Linked DNA regions of Gossypium hirsutum: region 2 is linked to region 1. Evidence: chromatin contacts called from public Hi-C data. All regions are on one chromosome and are shown on one strand. The core of a region is the stretch at or near the end of the contact, and the rest is flanking DNA. Distances in the headings are between cores, read along the strand shown. Region 1 holds the start of LOC107914433 (SAL1 phosphatase). Region 2 has its middle 8.5 kb from the start of LOC107896741.

Evidence for each region. Hi-C and Micro-C count contacts between places; a contact is called where the count stands out from the background.
Region 2: a Hi-C map of leaf shows a contact between it and region 1, with 2.6 times the contacts expected there. The contact joins the enhancer-like site here to the promoter of LOC107914433 in region 1. A contact is called at or near these places in 10 of 34 Hi-C or Micro-C datasets (anther, fibers, hypocotyl and 2 more).

What each region holds. Positions count from the first base shown.
Region 1 is chrD10:17,063,732-17,069,669 of Gossypium_hirsutum_v2.1, reverse strand. LOC107914433 (SAL1 phosphatase) reads left to right here and starts at 2,936. Exons shown (of 8, transcript XM_041102123.1): 1 at 2,936-3,181; 2 at 3,305-3,386. The coding sequence starts at 3,116. LOC121222041 reads right to left here and starts at 2,581. Exons shown (of 9, transcript XM_041101925.1): 1 at 2,549-2,581; 2 at 2,301-2,423; 3 at 2,092-2,229; 4 at 1,265-1,354; 5 at 1,135-1,157; 6 at 285-334. The coding sequence starts at 2,581.
Region 2 is chrD10:17,144,543-17,151,035 of Gossypium_hirsutum_v2.1, reverse strand. No RefSeq gene overlaps it. Among protein-coding and RNA genes, the nearest start is that of LOC107896741, 8.5 kb to the left of the region's middle. Within about 2 kb of position 2,660, at least 3 of the 9 cell types and tissues checked have an H3K27ac peak or open chromatin away from gene starts, as enhancers often do. A contact at or near this core is called in hypocotyl and leaf, where this site is marked.

The sequences.
Region 1 (5,938 bases), core at 1,687-4,186:
TCATTTAGATATGGAAAGTAGTGAGGATGGGAAATTTGTTGATCCAAATGTTATCAATACAAATCAGCAATGATTAAAAAAACCAGCCCACATTAGCTGCAATCTCAGAGTCAGATCATACAAACAATTGACTATCAAATGATTAAGATGGACTAAGATTCATGCTTGTGCTAAGCAAGAATTGCAAAAGCACAAAGCCTGAGTAAGTTTTCAAATGCAGAGATACTAGTTAAAAGAAATCCAAATAATAAAACAGAAAGCTATAAATGTAATGAATAACTTACTCTTCTTCACCAGAAGAATCAACAGATTCCATTGATGGTGTCTTTCTGGCCTGTATTACAAAGCAAATGAAGATTCAAGTGAGTATGGTTTTCCTCTGTCAACAAAAACTGTAAAAATAAATAAAGCATCTCATTGCATTTCCTCATGAAACCAAAGCACATATATATCCACCAGCAAAATAAAGTACAACATTCAAGATGCACATATATGCTTTACCGAGGAGCACAGTAATAGTTTGTAGAAATAGGCTTGTTCTGTTATATAGTCCAAATATAATAGCTTGTAGAAATAACGTACAAGCATGATATGATGTTCTTTATGATTGAGTGAAACGTTGAATATCAATGACAGAGGAAAAATCAAAACCACAAAATAATGATTCTATTATCATGCGAAGCAGCTGCTTCTATCTGAACCCAACAAAAAGGGCTACTCAAAATCAAACCCACTACATTCAACAAACTGTTCTAACCTGTTACATAAACCAAATACACATATAGCAAACAATGAACATTTCTAACCACAACACCATATGGCATTTAATTTCTCAAAAGTGCTACACAAAACCAAACTTATAGAGATAGTGAATAGTTCCAACCATAACATAAGAAATACTAGTGTACGACAACTTCACATTTCTTTGAATTCGTTGGTAACCTCAATAGTTTTTTCAAGATACACAATTCATCTTTTTCAAGCAGGTTAATCATTCTTAATATGTGCTTCTCTAGAACCATTGCATAGTTCAAGAAATAACTAATCATTTCAAACGCATATTTGCTTTCATCAACTCCAGAAATTTTGGTCTCCTTGATATGAAATGATAAACAAGAAAGTATAAGTAGTGACCTCAATACTTCTTCACCATCAGCCTAAACTCCCACACAAAATTAAAAAGAGATGTTAGTTGGTTTGTATGCTTCAAGTTTTGATGTAATTATCGATAAATGAATAAGAGCACTTAGAGAATTCTTCATACCAGATCTAGAATAAGGGTCTTTAGATTAAGCACATTATGTAGAAACTCCACAAGCCGCACCCCTTTTCGATAAGGATAGTAACTAAATACCTTGGAAAAATGAAGTTAAAACTCTACTTCAGACCTATGGACTGCACAAACTAAAATAAAAGTAACTAAAGGCCCTTGGTTAGATATTATGAAATTAAGTAGATGTAGTGGTAAAATAAAAGCAACTAAATACCCTTGTTTTAATATTTTGTTCTCTGCATTTTGGCTGCAGCCATTCTTACAAGAAATTAACTGAACCAGTGGAAATTAAAAAAAAAAAATCAGATGCAATCAATGGTATAAATGAACACCCAAGATTCCAACACCAGGAAACATGTATACTATGAAACATAAATTCTATAGATGCAATCAATGGTATAAATGAAACATATAGTAAAAAAAATTATACATATCAAACCTTAGAAAAATCAACAGAGTTTAGAATCAATAAATTACAGCAAACAAATTACTGTTTTAAGCACACAAGGCCCATTAAAGCATTAACAGCTTAAGCTAAAATTACATAATTCGACGCCATACCATACACTAAACTAAAACGAAGATCATGTGAATCCAAAATGATAGTAAGTTTAAGTTAGCAGACACCAAACGGAGTTTTTAAGCAAGCCAAAGGGCATTAAAACCAGAACCAAGACAAAAAAAAAATACCCAGCAAAAGAAGCAAACCCAAAAATGCAAAATAGAAACCCTTCCTGGAAATTAATTAGGTCATCATATCTGAATATTGATGGAGCATGAAAAGAGGGAAACCTCAAAATAACCAAACACTTGGTTACCTGGGCTGAAAAACATTGATGCTCAAGTTGCCCACGGGGGAGCAGTATTTTCTGTTTTAACCTTCTATTCTCAGCCTTTAACTGTTCATTTTCCTCTTTCAAGTGTTTAATCTCGGCAACATGTTCATCTGTTGTTATCTGCACAGCAAAATGTTAACATCAAAACTACAGAAATCATGGCAATCATAAAGTTCCACCATTTAGTTCACCTTGCGCTTTTGCCTATACTTGTGATTTAATTTTGATTTAATTTTCCTCTCTTGGTCTTTCCAACAATCGGTGGAATTTTTATAGATCAAGAAAAAGAAACGGAAGAGAGGAAAAGAAAAACTCTATTGAGAGAAAGAAAAAGAAAGCAGAAAAAGATGACAGAAAAATTGGAAGAGAGAAATATGGAAGGAACGGAGGGAGAAAGTGGGAGAGGGCAAAGTGGGGAACGTTTTGGTGGTGATGGTACCCAAATTGGACGTGTAACTTTTTTGTAATCCATCTTTGCAAAAGAGAGAGTTGTCAATTTTTAATATCGATAGAATAGATTTAAGGACACTTTCACATCTAATTTTTTTATTTTTAATAATTTGATATGATAAATTTTAATTTATTGAATTTTGTATCAAAATTTGACTGTTATAACACATTAATCACATTCTACATATAACATTTTTAACAATTTTTGCAAAGGCATGGTATGTTCTTAGAAGCTGAAATTTACAAAAATAAAACTCATAAATTATTGACTAATGATTAAACTTAATTAAACAAACAATTAGGTGATGATTGAGGAAGCACCACACATCAGCTGCCAATGAATTTTCAGTATTTCACAATAAATATCTTTGGTCGGATATAAATTAATCATTATTCAGAACGAGAAAGTGAAACTGAAAGTTGCTGGAAATTTCAATACTCAATCGGCTGATAGCGCGAAGTTTCGTACTTTAAAATTTGTCTTTTATTAGTCGCAACCCTCTCTCTTCTTCTTCATCTCAAGTACTTGCCCCTTCCTCCTTCTGAGGCTTTTGCAATGGCTTATGATAAAGAGCTGGCTGCCGCCATCAAAGCTGCCTCTCTCGCTGCTCGTCTCTGTCGGGTAATTTCCCTTCTCACCAAAAACCAAAAACAAAAACAAAAACCCCCATTTTCTCTGCATTTTCTGTTTTGGATGTTCAATATTTTTCTATGGAAACTGAATTAGGGTTTGTGTGGGTTTCAGAAAGTTCAAAAGGCGTTGCTTCAATCAGATGTTCGATCAAAACATGGTAGGAATAAAAGTCCCGTAACAGTAGCTGATTATGGTACGTTTCCTTAACTTTCTTTGCGCCTCTCGTTGACTTGCTCTTTTCTTTTGCCTTAATCTTTTTGTTTCTTATTTAAATATACATTCTGGATTCAGAACGTGTTTCAATTCCCTTTTAAGCATATGATTAAGACCCACAAGTTGAAATTATGTGGCTTAATTCACAATTTTGCTTTCAAATATACTCATTTTCTTATATCTAATTCTTTTCTAATTTAGTATTTAAAGTTTTTTTTCAATGTTACCTAAAGCATACATCCGATATTTTCTTAAAGCTTTATGTTAAATTTGGACTTAAATTGTTTTTATTTTGTCCCAGATTAATATTTAAATTATCATTTTATTATCCGGTTCAAATTTTTTTGTAATGGTGTTAAAAAACTAGTTGACACATGATGCCAATCAAAATGTGTCAAATGACATATCCAACTAATGAAAATGTATCATATGGCAATTAAGTTTATTTAAAATGAAAACATTTACCTACCAAAAATTGACAAAATTCAAATATATATATACATAAAGTTTTGAGATTTTATAAATTTAGATATATATTTTTCGTTTATTTGCAGTTATGTCAATTTCGATTAGAGATTTGTTGGTTGAAGATCGAGTCTAGATCCTTTTATTTTATGAATTGGTTATTATAATTGCCTAGTGTTGTCTCTTTTCTACCAAAAAAAAACTTTCATATAATATTTTTATTTTTTAAAAATTTATATTTATATATTTTAGAATTTTATAAAAAAAATTTAATTTTTTTTGAATTATTTAGATATTATATATATTTTTACCTTTTAAACAATATATTATATATAATATTAAAAAATAAAAAGAAGGTAGTGGCATGTTATAACAGCGCCATCTAATCACTCAACTGTCGGTCAATATCGATCAACAATGGTTAATGGTTGATCAATACAAGTCAACATTGATCAGTAGTTAGTTAATGTCTAATCAATGATGGATCAATATTTTTATTTTAAATAAACTTAATTGCCACGTGGTATATTCTGAGTAGTTGAATGTGTCGTGACAATAGGTTTTTTAACAACTTTATTAAAAAAAAAACTTAAAAAAGGGTTTAATTCACAATTTGACCTTAAAGTATATTTATTTTCGGTAAAAAAAATTTATTGAATATACATTTTCTTTTGTTAAAGAAATATATTTTTATCAAATATATATAAATTATAAAAATAGGAATAAATATATTAAAAATTCAGAAAAAAATGTATACATATTATAAAAATAGAAAGAAATTATAAAAATTATTGTTTCCATCTAACTTATTCTCTTAATTTACTCTATCAACATAACCTAATCAAATATTTGATAAAAGAATATACATATTTGATAATAATAAAAAATTAACTTCTGAAGTGAAAAAATGGTATATTTCATGGTCCAAATTTTGAATTAAATCATATTTTTAATAAAAGAACACCGCGTGACATTATTTGATTGGTCACCAATTTTTTTTAATGGACAAAAAATATAACGGGAGCATATTTTAAATAGCAAATTGGGTAAAAAAATCAAGTATCAAAGTAAGAAAATTAGTATACTTCAAGAACCAAATAATGAATTAAGCCTTTTATACACAACGGAAGTTATATTATTACAATAGTGTTTTTATTTTTTCTATATAAAATTAATAAAAACTTAATCATAGTAAAATTTAATATGTAATACAATGAATTTCAAATATTTAACTAACTATACTTAGACAAAATTTGAGATTTAGTCATTATACTTAAAATGTTAAAAACTAAGTCTTACTTTTTTTATTTAAAAATCTCGGTTCAATCTTAAATATTTTTTTTGTCAAAATTGTTCAAATTGAAATTTTGATTAGGCTAATGATTAACAAAAAATAAACATGTTAAATTGATTAATTTTGAAAACAACTATCAATAACGATAATAATTATACTAAAATTTTTATATTGAAAAAGTAAAATGATTAAACTTTTAAATTTTTAAAATATATAGACGAAATCTCAAATTTTATACTACAACTATCCGCACATATTAAACTTAATTTTATTATTTCAACCAAAACTTCTTATCTTTTATATTAATTTTTTTATAAATATATTTATTACATAATTCTAATTTTCACTACTTTAGTTATCAACTAATTTTTTTAGATAAACTGTGGATAAAATTTTGTAAAATAAAAGTGATAGGTTTTATAATTAAATTGAGTGGATTTAGTTGCAGTCTATCAATTAGACTAATATAAGTATGATTGGTTGAAAAAAAAATTATTTCTCCCTTGTCAATAATTTTTATCGTTTTAAGCATAATATTTGCAGTCTAATTGTTGACTGCCTTTCCTAATTTGTTTTCCTAGTATATTTAGAGTTTCCAATCTGAAATAAGTAGAATTTTTCATTGTTGAAAGAATATTATGGCTCTGCTATATGTATTGTTCAACTTGGAAAAAATATTATTTTTTCCAACTTTTATTCAGTTTTTAAAGTTAATTCAAATAATTAATTTAGTTTTTTGAGTTCGAAGTCGAGTTAAATTATAAAGTTGAATT
Region 2 (6,493 bases), core at 1,411-3,910, 82 kb before region 1:
AGTAATGCGTGTGGTATTTGGGTCACTATAGGCGTGAAAACATAAGGTGCCTCAAATCCTCAGTATGTTAGAAAGGTACCGGACATCAACATCGCCATCGACTACTGAGTGAGCACTTGTATTGGTAGCGGTGGGCACGTCGGTGACTGTCCTAACACGGGGTTTGGCATTGACATCTGTGCAGGGGTATAGTATACAAAGGACGTCGATGGAGCAAAATATGTACCTGCGGTAATAGAATAATCAGCCACGTGCGATAGTAGTGCTTGTGAATAAAACACAGGGTTAGTTAATTGAATAGGAATACCTGGAGGGAAGTGACCCGAATATTGCAAAGCCATAGTGGCTCATCTTCTGCTGGAACGGATGACGAACCCGTCGTGCGACCACATCCTCTCCTAGTTTGCTGTGGAGGTCGACGTGACCTCTTCGCCCAAATTTGCTGACTCCTCTCCTTCGGTGATAGTAGATACGGCTTATCGATGGTTCTGTTCTGAACTATGTTAAGTAATTATCAATTGTCCCCGTGTCAGCTGAGAAAATTTATTCACAAATGGGTATGGATTGCAACCTACAATCCCACGCTTGGATGTGATTCTCGTGCTGCACCGACCAGTTGATGTTGTCTTTCCTCCGTATGTCCACCTTGTGCAGTTCCTTCAGGTCTTGTGGTGGCGGCGAAATTCGTTGCCTCTACCCAAACAACAACACCACCCAGTATGATTCGTGCATTTCCACTGTTGTGTATATTATCAATGGCACATTCGCGTCCCACATCTATCGATTTCCCAACACTTTTGGCAGGATGTAAGATATAACATCGGTGTCGGCGTACGACATCCATTCAAACTGATAAGCAAAATTCTAAATATCGTTATTTATGAAATTTGTTTTACGAATCATTACATAATTAATATAGGGTTAAAAGAATAGGTAACTAACCTCAGCTTCCGACCGTCGATCTAACAATAGCTTAATATCTTCTAGAACCTCGGGCAGTCCTACATAGCTCGGCCCATGGTTCCACCTGTATAAGTGATATGTTATTCGAAACGTATAATAATACAAATCATTATACAAATTTTGAATTTGTTAATAAATTATGTTTACCACATCACCAACGAGAACATATATGGATTGGTCACCTTGGGACGTAGAAACGGTAGTCGCCACTAGGCCCACGACTGCAGCAGGAGCAGACAACCACCAATCGACACCGACCTCAGGTTCGTGGCCCGACACATCTCCCGATATAACAAGGACAATACAAAAAATCCCTAATTTAGTTTCCCGCAATCATTGAAGTCCACTAGATGTAGTAGCCACCTTATGTACACCAAATTTTGAGATTTGTCGGGCATTTAAATGCCCCCAATTAACCTCATGATGTATGCTTGGACGTATTCTTGTATCACCTCCTCCGTTTGGTCTTAAGGGTCTTCAAGGAGCTCATCAAAATTATCTTTCAACCAGTTCATCGATATCCGACCACCTTCAAACTTGTCCGGGACCTTTCCCAATAATGATCGGCAAAAGGTCACTTTGTTCGAAACGATCTCAGATCTCATGATGACTGGCCCATCCATTGGCAAACCTAGTTGTAGCGTTACATCTTCCAATGTGATTGTACACTCACTACGGGGAAGGTGGAAAGTGTGTGTTTCGGGGCCCCATCTTTCCATCAATTCGCTGATTAGTTGTAAATCGAGTTTGCAGCCCCTAGACATGTGAGACACATATAAGAATCCAATCACTTGCAAGTGGCCACGAATTTTAGGAATCACACGCTTTCCCATATTATGGATGAACCACTCCAGAATACGATCATCCGCCTATTTACACAAAAAAATAATTATAAAAAATTAAATTTAGCATTATTGAAATTAAAAAAAATTAAATTCCGGTCTTACCATTACAAATTGGATGACGAAAATATGCTGTCGTCGAAGCAGATTAGGGAGGCGACCATTCGTGAGAAATCGATTTAAAAGAATAAAAACGAGATAGTTAAAAATAATAATTTTTTAAAAAAAATATAAAAAATTATTAGAAACTAGATACTTGAGAGACTTGAGAGGATTTGAAAGAATTTGAAAGAATTGAGAGAGTTGAGAGAAGAATGTGAATGAAAAATAAAAATTTAAGGGATATTTATAGGGTAAAAAAAGGTTACCGTTAGGAGTTTTAAATTTTTTTCTTACCGTTGGCGGCAACATTCAAAAAATCGTTGGGATTTGACTGTTAGTTGAATAGCAAAATCGGTTTATATCCCTAATTAAATTTAAAATCGGCCTAAAACCCTAATTAGAAAAAACGGCCTTTAAGCCTTATTTTACCTTGTATATAAATTTTAAAAAAATTTAATGATGTTTGTAATTTTAAAAATTCACATTAATATTATATTAATAAATAAATATTTATATTAACTAATGATATTATAAAAAATATAATTTAAAATTACACTAAAAATTAAAAAATATAAATTAAATATAAAATTTAAATGTAATATAAGGACAGAAACTAAAATTTAATTATTATAATATATTGAAAAAACAAAAACATTTTATTGATACGTGTTTGGTAAGGAATGGCTTATGCCTTCTTTATTTTATATAGAGAGAGCATGGATTAAAAAAACCAAGAAGTTATATCCTTATCCAGAAAAAGGAAAACAAGAAATCCTATATATATATATATCGGATTTTGAACACTATCTTGACTGCCATTTCAACTGTTCAATTTCCCACTACTTTAGATATTTTAATGACACTGTATAATATTAGAATCTGCTGGTCAATATCATTATTTCTTTAAAACAATAATAAAAAAATACTTTTTTTTAAGTTGCTAATTGATGCACGTAATTTGAAAACTTTATTTTGTATTTATAATTTTAGGTAAAAGAAACTTAATTAAATACACTATTCATCCAGTCAAATTGCAAAATAATTTTTAAACTTAATTACTCATTTGGTCTATAAATTTGATACTTCCCCCAACCTAATATTTATGTTCTTTTCTACTTATTTTTTTTCACCTACTATTTTAGTTTTTTTTTCCTATAATAGGGTTATGAGATTGGACAGAAAATAATGACTCCTATTATCATAATTTTTTTAAATATATATAAAAGTTTAAAAAATCTAAAAAAATAAAATATATTATTATTTTAAATATCAAAATATATACAAATCTAAAAGATTCTCAAAATATATAAATAAAAATAAAAATTCATCACCATCGGTTTTTTCCCTTTTGATCCATAAATTCACCCTAAATTTTTATCAAGCAGAGTTTTAAGTTTTTCATCTAAGTTTTATTGTTTTTAAGTCGTAGAAAAGACACACAACCCTGTCCAAGGAATACTAAAAATTAAAGATTATTTGAAGAAACAAAGACTCAATGGGATGTGTTTTTGGGCCAACTTTTTTGGGAAACCAAACAAAAAGTTTCGACCATTAGGTCTAATATTTGTATAAATTATGGATTTAGTACCAACACCTGAATTTGGTCAATTTTAGTTTTTATATTTTTCAAAATTTAAAATTTTAGTTCTAACCTAATGGTAGCAGTTAAATTTATTTAGTTAAATTATGTTATTAGTCCTTTATTACACATAAAGTATATATTCAGTCCATGTTCACTAATTGGATCATTCTTAGTGGCTATATTTTTGAATTCCAAAATTCTAGTATTAATGCAAATGAGAGTCATTAAATCTATTAACTGGTTTTTTTAGTAATATATGAAATAAACAAACAGACATAGCATTACATATGTGATAATATGTTTGGCGCATCAAATTTTAAAAATAACTTATCTTAACTTAATGAATTTAATATTTATCAATTGGTTAGGATTGAAAATGACCAAATTAAAATGCAAGTACTAAATCTATAACTTACTCAAAGTATGAGGTCTAATAGCATAATTTGACTAAAAGTTTCTCACCCATACGGTTCCCTTTTCCCTCCCAATGTAGTTCCAACTAGAGGTGATCATGGGTTGGGCTACCCGGCCCGGCCAACGGCCCGCCCGAAAAATGGGAGGGTTTGGGTAAAAATATAGTCCCGAAATATGGGTTTGGGCAAAAAAATGAAGCCCATCTAGAAAACGGGCCAGGCCTCAAGTAAAACTTTTTTGTCCCGGGCCTGGCCTGAATTTTATATTAAATATATATTTTTTATTTTTAATCAAATATATATTATATATTAAATATATATTTAATATGGGTTGGGCCGGGCAGAGCTCGGGCTTAGCAATTTTCTATCGGGCCAGGCTTGGATAAATTTTTAGGCCCATATTTCGGGCTGGGCCTGGCCCAGGCCTAGAAAACAGGCCTAAAATTTTTGTTTCGACCCGGCCCGACCCATGGTCACCTCTAGTTCCAACTCATCAGAAGCAACCAAAACAGATAGAGAACACGAACACTAACAAAAGGTTAAAATACGCATGTAACCATCACAAATTCGAAATTTAATTTTTTATTTTTATTTTTAAGAATTTAATATTTTTATTTCCCAAATTTCTAAATTTAAGTTTAATTATTAATATTATTAATTTTTTTGTTAAATTTGTTAATGTGACATTTAAATAAAAAAGCACTTAATAGCCATATAATTAAAAAATAGCATTGTAATAAACTTAAATTCAACAAAATATTTTTAACAATGTTAATAATAATTGGACTTAAGTTTCGAAATCTAAAAAATAGGAACTAAAATCCTACAAATAAAAATATAAAAACTAAATTTTAAGTTTATAAAAATACAAAAATTTATAACATATTTTAACTCTAAAAAATACACACTTAATTTTCGGTAAGTAATATATATCGAAAAAATACAAAAATTAAAAGAAAATCCGGCCATTGTTTTTTTTTAAAACTTTTGACCAAAAATTTCACTAGAAATTTTTTAGAAATTAATAGAATTTTTATGAGTAAACTATCAAAATAGTCACTTTTGTTTTCCTCAAGTTACATTTTAGTTATTTATTTTGAAATGTTACGTTTTAGTTACTTATATTAACGTATTGTAACATTTTAGTCATTGTTAATTGTCGTTAATGGTGTAACTATAAGCTGACATAACACGTTAAATTATCATTTCAAACAAAAAATTTAGATTAATTTATATAATTGTTCCCCATATTTTTTTTTGTTTTGAGCAATTTACTTTTTTTTTTATATTCTTTTAACTTTTCCCTTTTTTTTTGTTTATTTTCCATTCTCTTCTGCTGCTCCCTCTATTTTCCTTCATTCTCCATCTCTTTTAACGTAAAAGAAAAAAATTAAATTGCTCAAAACGAAAAAAATTGAAGGATCAATTGTATAATTTAACCTAAAATTTTTGTTTGAAATGATGAGTTAACGTGTCACGTCAATTTACTGTTACACCGTTAATAGAAATTAATGCTCAATAACTAAAATGTGACAACACGATAACGTAAGTGACTAAAACGTAACATTTTAAATATAAGTGACTAAAACATAACATTTCAAACATAAGTGTCTAAAATGTAACCCGAGAAAAACAAAAGTGACTATTTTGGTAGTTTACCCTTTTTATATTCCTCATGCGAGAACAAGTTGAAAAAAAACTTTATGGGTTGTTTGTTTTTAGGTTAAATTATTTTTTGGGTTTGAATTTGGTAACTATTTTGATATCGGGCTTGAATTTTTTTGTTCGAGTTTGTTTTTTAACTTGACAATTATTCCTATATAGAGTTGTTCAAGGGTTAGGACAGGCTCTAACAGAATTTTAGGCCCGGGCCCGACCCGAAAAATAAGCTTAAATTTTTACCCAAGCTCGACCTAGATAAAATTTCTAAAATTTGGGCTTGACCCTAAATTAGTTATTTTTTAAAAAAATAATTTATATAAAAATTTAAAAAATATAATACATCAAATACATTAAAAACATTAAAGTAAATGTTTCCCAACAAATTGTAATTTTTATACTTAAATAACATTTAAGATAAGTGAAACTTAACAAACAAATACCTCTAAAATAGTAGCAAAATTAACAATAAAACAAGAGTTATATAGTATCCAAATAATAACAATATAATAGTGAAATGATAGTAAAACAATAGATTTTTATGTACAAATTCGGGCCGGGCTTAGGCCAAAAAAACCTTACTCGAGGCCCATTCCATTTTCTGAACGAGCCATATTTTTTGCCCAAGCCCATTTTTAGACCTATATTCTTGCCAAAACCCTCTTATTTTTCGAGCGGGCCTTCAAGCCGGCCAGACTGGTTCATGGACAACTCTATTCCGATATTGAGATCTAAACTTTTTTATGGTCCATGTTAGTCCTTAATATTTCTTTAAAGACTCTAAAGCCCAAGTCCAGTATAAGAACAATTGCTAAGTTTAGGGTTCAATATGAAAATAATTGTCAAGTCCATGAATTAACTTGGATAAAAAAAAGTTCAAGCCCCATTGTGGTTACAATTGCTTAGTTGAAACCCCAATGTAGGAGTTGTTG